2 separate regions of the Mus musculus genome follow, and region 1 is linked to region 2. A link is a contact called in public promoter capture Hi-C data. All regions are on one chromosome and are shown on one strand. The core of a region is the stretch at or near the end of the contact, and the rest is flanking DNA. Distances in the headings are between cores, read along the strand shown. Region 1 holds the start of Dlgap4 (DLG associated protein 4). Region 2 holds the start of Acss2 (acyl-CoA synthetase short-chain family member 2).

Region 1 (3,593 bases), core at 720-3,219, 1.1 Mb before region 2:
TGTAGGTACGCTGGCATTTATGAAGCCAGATGCCTGTGAGCCACAAAATCCTAACAAGATGCCAGTGGGTGCCCCGATACACTAGATACGTCACTGAGTCCTCTGAAAGCTCCCAAGTACACGTTCCACCCTCAGCCCCTGAGTGCTGCGCAGCCTTCCTTCAAAACAGCAAGTTCGGCTGCCAAGCAGCCGTGCGCCGGCCCGGGGCACAGCCCTCAAACCTGCAGCTCATCTCTGGCTGACACCAGCAGGATAGTCCTGGGTACCGGGTTCTGTAAGTCAGTCATCAGGCCCTGCCTACCCCACACTTTCTCTTGACTCGGGGCCCTGCCCACCTACCTCTCCAGTGCCCAGCCTAGCTCCACCTGGCCTAAATGGACGAGGGCTTCGCGGACACCACTCACAGGCACACCGGGCATTGCCCAGCTTCCGGAGAACCCACACACTCTATCCCACCCCAACCCCAATACAGACACAGGCACACACGCCTGCCCCACGTGCACAGACAGCATCGTCAGAAGCTACTGGGAACATACTCGGAGCTTGTTGAGCAGTCGCTGAAGCCCAGCTGAGGGGGAGGATGGCCCCCCAACCCGAGCCTCGGCTATCAGCCCGGAAGCCAGCTCTGCGGCCCCACCCAGTCCCGCTGTCCTTAACAGTCTGGCTCAGGCCCCTCGGACCACCCTTGGCCCAGGCAGCCCACAGTTTTCTATACCAGAGGAAGGGGAGAGAGGTAGCCACCTGAGGGAAGAATTCCACAGACTCCTCCAACAGGCATTCTGACATGGTCCTGTCTGGTGAAGCCACAGAGGCAGAGGGACCGGACCCTCCCCCACCGCACAGGAGGTGCCAAGAGTAGAGGCGGGGCAGTCCAGCCTCCTTAGGGCTGGGGACTGCAGCCCCCTCCCCCTCTGCATTTTCTACTTCCAAGCAGGTGGAGGTGCTGGGACATTCCCCCCCCCCCCATCAGCACAGTCCTCCAAGCGTAAGGTTCCCCATCCTTTGGGTATCTCCGCCACAACTGGCCTTCACCCACCCACCTACCCACCACCCTTCCCCCATTTCATTTTCCCCCACAACATCAACAGTCGGTGACAGCCCTTTCCGCAACACAGGCAGCATAGAAGAACGCGAGAAAGGAGATGGATGAAGGGCTGGATGGGGAATCCGACAAGGCAAGCTCTGCCCAAGGAGGCCCAGGGACCATCACTTGCCCAGGTAGCACATGTCCCCTCCCAGCAGGCCCTGCACATCTGGACCCAGCTGGCCTCCGCAGCCACCTGGTCTATCCTCCACCCGCTCTGTACGCGAACCCCCGTTCCCGCGGGGCGCCGCACGTGGGGGCCTCCCGTGGCCATGTGAGCGGCCCCCCCACAGCCCAGGTGCCAGGGTCGCTCGGCCCCTCCCGGGCAGACGAGCGCTCCGGGGGCGATGCGGCGCGGGGTCGCCCGCCCCCTCCCCGGATGCCCGGTCCCGGGGAGATCCCGGGAAGGGAGTACGAGCGTGCGGCAGGCTGAAGGCAAGGAAGCCCCGGCCGCCCGGACACGCGGCTGGGAGGGGGCTGCCGCTGCCAGCCGCCTGCGGATGGAGGGCCGGGAACCGCTCCTGCGCCCCGGCCAGGGAAGGGCCGACAGCATCGGAGGGGCCGGCCCGCGTCGGTCCCCAGGCCCGGGCGCCACTGCCCGTCAGAGGATCCGGGAGACCCCGTCGCTGAGCGCATCTGTCCCGGGGTCTGCCCGCGGCTGGGGGCTGCCCCCGATCTAGCCTCGGAGGAGGGTCTTGACGCGTGCCACCCCCGCGCGCTCACCTGCGCCCTGCGCTCGACCGCCTCGGTCCACTCGGCCTCTGCGCTGCGCCCGCTCCGCTCGCTCGCTCGTTCCGCTCGCTCTAAGCTTCGCTCGCCTAGGCCCCGGCCCCGGCCCCGGCCCGCGGGCGCCCCATGCCTCTCCTCCGGCCGGCGCGGCGCCCCAGATGCGGCTGCGGGAGGAGGAGCCGCGCGGCCCCGGCTCCCCGAGAGCGGCGGGGAGGGGGCGGGGGGCGGGGAGACGCGCGCGGGGGAGGGGGCCGCGCGGCTGCGCCCAAAACCAGGCGCGGATCAGGCCGGGGGCCCGGGGCTGCGGGGGACCGCGGGGGCCGCTCGGGGCCCGGCGCGCCACCCCCGCCGCCCGCCCGGGGAAGGGAAGGGGAGGGGAGGGGCACCGCGGCTGCGGACGCTGGGTGTGTAGCGGAAAGAGCGCTTGGGAATCTGCGACCGATCGTCCAGAGAGGGCAGACTACCGGAGCGAGGTTACACAGCGCTGGCCGCGGTGGCGCGCGAACTTGGAAACCTGGGTTATTGAGTGGGTCGGCAGGAAGGTGTTTTGGCTGCGTTCACTGTGGGGTAGGAAAACTGAGGCACGGGAAAGATGCGGCTGGTCTGGGTCTCGCTGCGGGAGTCAGGCTTCTTCTCACCCCTCTTTCTCCCGTTAGGGTTCTTGCCTCTAGGATCGGGTGCCCCCTCCCGGTGACCCGCTTCCTGGAGAACCCTTGTTTTGGGCAGCAGTACCTGGCTGGCTAACGCATCTCTGGAATTCGTGGCCGGGCACCTGTCCTCCCTCTCACGGGGGCTCTGTGATCACGGACCATAGTCCGTGCTTCTCCCTGAGCTCGTTTTTCTACCCGCACAATCGGGACCACATAAGCATCTACCTCCTTAAGAAACCGAAGAGATAAAGAATAGAGGTAAGCTCTTCGTACTGGATCATGGCATTCAATAGGTGTCAAATGGATGTGCCTCCTCCCCTGGCTCCCACACAGCTGTCCCTGGAGAATACTAGGTATGCAACTGAGGCTCCTCCAGGCCTCTTTCTTCTCTTCCACTGCCTGCCCACCCTCCTCACATCTCTACCCCACTATTCTAGTCCTAGCCTCTCCTCTTGCCTGAGCCTGCAATGCCCTCCCACCATCTCTCAGTGACAAACTCCTACTCATCCCTCAAGACCCAGAGCAATTTCATGTACCAGCTTCTCACACTACTGGCCCACCCATGCCTCCCTTCAAAAAAAAAAAAAAAAAAAAAAAAAAAAAACAACCAACCTTCCCTTTCTCCCAGGGTTTGTGCTGTTTGGACTCCCACCAACTACAGCTACTGGCCCAGAGGAGATCTGCCATGACCCATGCTGCAGGAATTGGCTTCCTGGCTAAGATAGGCAGAGGAAAGGTCAGTTTGGAGTCCTAGAGGAGGGTGAAGGGCAGGAGAGGAGGGACTGTAGGTTCAGGCAGCTGTCACTGGAGAGGAACAAGGTCCCTTCCCTTGGGTAGCTAAGAAGACCTCTATGGATTCGGAAGCCTCTGGCAGGGCTGAACAGTGGCCTTGCACTGTGTAGCTGGCTAAAATGAGCAGGTGTCGACCGGCCTCAGAAAAGGGTTTCAGGGCCTTGTTCACCGAGGCTTTACAGCAGCACTGACTATAAGTGAAAAGCTGATCACAGTCTAAACAGCCGTTTGTCTGGAGCCGGGTAAAACAGTGACCACAGAAGGCTGTCCCCATGCCACAAGCCTCAAACATCTGTTAGGACGGGTCACAGAGCCACACTTGGCTTGTGAGGACTCAG
Region 2 (3,782 bases), core at 389-2,888:
GTCCTGTGAAACTTGGGAACAAAATGTAAGTGAAAATCACGGTGTGAGGCTATATACATGGAAGAGGAATTACTGTGTAGTGCTAGCTTACCCCAGGGAAATAGATGTAAGTCGCAATAGAAGAAAATACACAGAAAGAGAATGGAAAAGACACCCGAGGACTCAAAGTTGGACACTACTTGTAGCAATGAACAACTTCGCAATTGATTCGATAATGTTTTGCATTGTTCAGTATCTGCCTCATCCACATTGTTCTTAAACATTTAAATCATTACTTATTTAATGTCTGCTGGGTATCAACTATTCGATAATGGACCCTTTTATTACCCACTTTGGACTTTTTAATTTATGAATCTAGTGTTAGCTTTCCTATCTTAGAGATGAATACATTCAATATAAGTTTTTAAATCTGCCTAAGACTGCAAGCAAAGCTATGTATGTATTTTTCGGGCAGGATTTGTGGCTTGTGTTTACCTTACTACCAAATATCATGCTCCCTCTCAGCCAGGACGTGGTGGTAGGCCAGAGTCTCACTATGGAGCCGTGGCTGTTCTGGAACTACCTACGTAGAGCAGGCTGGCCTTGAACTTACAAAGACCTGCCTCTGCCTCCCCAGTGCACGGGATTAAAGGCCTGGCCAGATCGTGGTTTTGCACCCTAAACTGTCCTGACACTTAAGAACGTGTCAAGGCATAGAATTGTCTCTCAGACTCTGAGTTACTAGAATTTAGATCCAATTTTGGTTTTTTTAAGCAAAAAAACAAAACAAAACAAAACAAAACAAAACAAAACAAACAGGCTTGGTGGTAAACCTCACTCCGTCTTGTTTTGTTCACTATACCATCAAAACAACCAAAGCATCGGCATACTGACAACTCGTACAGTTGTGTATTGGGATTGCTGTCATTTTACACAGAGGCAGGACTCCTAGATGGGAAACAGACTTGCACTGACGCTGAGCAAAACGAGATGGGTGCATTCGTTAAAGGTCTGAGGGAGGCATGGTTGAATTGGAGGCAAAGGTGATTCTCTTCAGGGCTCTCCTTCCCTCAAGGTTCACCCTTGCTCCTTGGAGCCCTTCCTTTCACCTCGAGGGCTCTCTCAGGGAACTTTCTCCTCACCGATCCCCGCTTCTTCTCACGGAACCCGCATCTCCTCGTGAAAACTCGCATCTCCCAAAACTGCCAAGTCGCCAGAGAGTGCCCCAACTTCTAGGAAGTCTCGCCTCACAGATGCCTCCTTCTTCTCACAGAACGCCATCTCTTTCGAATCCCTTTTCCATGTCCCTCAGGGACCCTCCATCTCCTCCCTTTCTAACGGAGCTCGGTAAATCTCCCTCGGACTCCCGCTCCTCTGCTCACTGGCGCCCCCAAGAGTCGCTCGGGCCCAGCCTCACCCCGTGGCTCCTCCACAGAACGCCGGTGCAGCTCGCGGTAGCGCTGCAGAGAGGGGACGTGCGCCGAGCGTCTGACCTCCGGCGGCGGGGACCAACCCCGCACCCGGCCCTCGGCGCCGGTCTCCTCACGAGCCCGGCTTCCACTGCCGCTCTTGCGCCGCTCCTCGGGAAGCCCCATCGCATCAAGTTCCGAACACCTTGTCCGCCGTTGCGGTCGCTGCGGGTGCCGGGGCGGGGAAAACAGGTCGACCCTAGAGGCGGGGCCTCGGGTGAGGGCGGAGCCTGAGGCTAGAGGCCGTGCTCTAGGCATCCAATAGTGGGTAGGGCCGTGCGTGAAGGGGCGGGGTCAGCAAAAACCGCTGAAGACAAGGGGTAAGGGCGGAGCTGTCTTGCCGGAAGGGGTGGAGCCGTAGTGAAAGCAGAAGGAATGGTCAGGGAATGACAGGAGAGGGGTGGGGCCTTGGAATGACAGTGGAGGGGCGGGGCCAGAGGTGACAGGCGAGGAGGCGGGCCCGTGGAGTGATGGGGTGTAGCCCGGCTGGATGTGACACGAGAGGAGGCAAGGCTGTGGAGTGACCAAGTTAGGGTCTTGGAGTGACAAGGGTTGGGTTACGGCGCCGCGCAGCTTGAGACATGAAAGGCTGGCTAATAAGAGGCATTGTGTCATCCGTTGTGCAATTACCGTGGTCTGATTGCGTGATCCTGTCACTCCAGAGTTGGATAGCCAAGTGCAGTACAGTTCCTTCTGGGTGACACTCCACAGTCTCCCACCGAACAGCACCCCTATTCCGTTCCCATGGAAAAATTCCTCCGCGACCTTGAGGGCACAGATCCCCAATATGAACCTTCCTGCTAACTCGTTCTGATTCTCTCCCACCTCTTAGGACATGTCATTCTTTTTGCCTCCATAAATCTCCATCCTGATGTAAAGTACAAGACTCTTAAGTGAAGACGAGGAGGATCCTTCAGATATTGGCTCCAAACGCACAAATTCTCTTAGCACTAAAGGTAAATTCAGAAAAGGAAGGGAAATGTCACAAAGTCGGGGAGCAGATAAAGATCAAGTTATGGTCAGATCTGAGTTCTTGTATTGTTTGTTTTTACTAACATAAACAGAAAGCCAGATCTTAAAATACAAGGTCTATGCAATATAAAATAATACAAGTATAAAGAGGAAAAATTACATTCTTTAATTCACCTAAGTACACACCTATCTGCCACAAATTGAGTTTACTTCCCTCTGGCGTCCCTCTATCCTCTTCACCCAAAAGGAAGCCGAGCAGGACACCCTCCACTTCCTTCCTACAGTTATCACCAAGGACTACCTCATCTTACAATTCAGACTGTCAAAACAAGGATCTTTAATTATTTAGCTACAAGAGTGAATCTGAGGTCTGAAGCAGCCAGCTCCTGCCATTTAATGTCTACTTAGGGCTTGTGACCCATCAACTCACCTGCTACACTGATCTTTGTCCAACTGACCATATGCTTAGCCCACCCTAAACTGAAAAACACATGCTCAGACATATGATCCAGAGCCAACCCAATCCTGAGGGGAGGTTTTAAGGCTCACTAAGCACATACAGACCTTGTAGAATAGACAAGGGTCTCAGCGAGGGAACAGATACTTTCTCAAGGAGACATCAACCCCTCTGAACAAATACACACTTCATTGAAATTGCACAAACTATATTAAGAAGGCAGAGCTTTTTCTGGAGGTCTCAGACCCCTCGGAAAAGCCCTGCTTATAGGATGCAGATGGCATTACCAGGCTAAGAAACAGGCTTTCCTCTAGGAGATAAAGACTTCACTAAAGATATCTGAACCCCGATGAGAGGGTTCAGTCCTCACTGAGGGCCTTCTACATACACTGACGGAGTGGACAGCACTCAGGCCACACAGATCTCATTGGCGACAAAACTCTCATTGGAATAGAAGGAGTCACAGAAACAATGATCGCTATAGACTCCAACAATAAGAACCTCTGTATGGGGAAGAAGGCATAAATAAGTTTGCCTATTGATCTGAAGACCACCATCCCTTATTCCCAATTCCACTGCCCAGCTCTGACCCTCCATTCTTCCTAAACCTTTCTCCTGCAACTGTTCCCTATCTACTGCTGCCCCCTGCTGTCTATAAGTAGCACTGCAGCTCCATGATCCATGGTAAATGCTAAAACAGTTCAAGTCACACTGAGCCTGGAGCCAGGGACCAGGAAAGAAAGGAATATTGTGTGTCCACAGCTTCACCAATCCCATCTCCCTACTTGTGGACTGAATAGTAGAAGTTTGGACTTATAACTATCATTCTTGGAGCTAGGAGAGTGGTTCCAGAGATGGGCTTGGCAAGTACAGAAACACATTCTCCTTCTTACCTTCCCCTCTTC

The links. Promoter capture Hi-C pulls out the DNA fragments that hold promoters and counts their contacts.
Region 1: a promoter capture Hi-C map of cranial neural crest shows a contact between it and region 2. The contact joins the promoter of Dlgap4 here to the promoter of Acss2 in region 2. A contact is called at or near these places in 2 of 39 promoter capture datasets (cranial neural crest and frontonasal cranial neural crest).

What each region holds. Positions count from the first base shown.
Region 1 is chr2:156,612,073-156,615,665 of GRCm38.p6, reverse strand. It overlaps Dlgap4 (DLG associated protein 4), which reads right to left and starts at 1,969. Exons shown (of 13, transcript NM_146128.6): 1 at 1,808-1,969. It overlaps Gm14169 (predicted gene 14169), which reads left to right and starts at 2,244. Exons shown (of 4, transcript NR_040372.1): 1 at 2,244-2,380; 2 at 2,470-2,721; 3 at 3,092-3,199.
Region 2 is chr2:155,515,899-155,519,680 of GRCm38.p6, reverse strand. Acss2 (acyl-CoA synthetase short-chain family member 2) reads right to left here and starts at 1,638. Exons shown (of 18, transcript NM_019811.3): 1 at 1,397-1,638. The coding sequence starts at 1,574.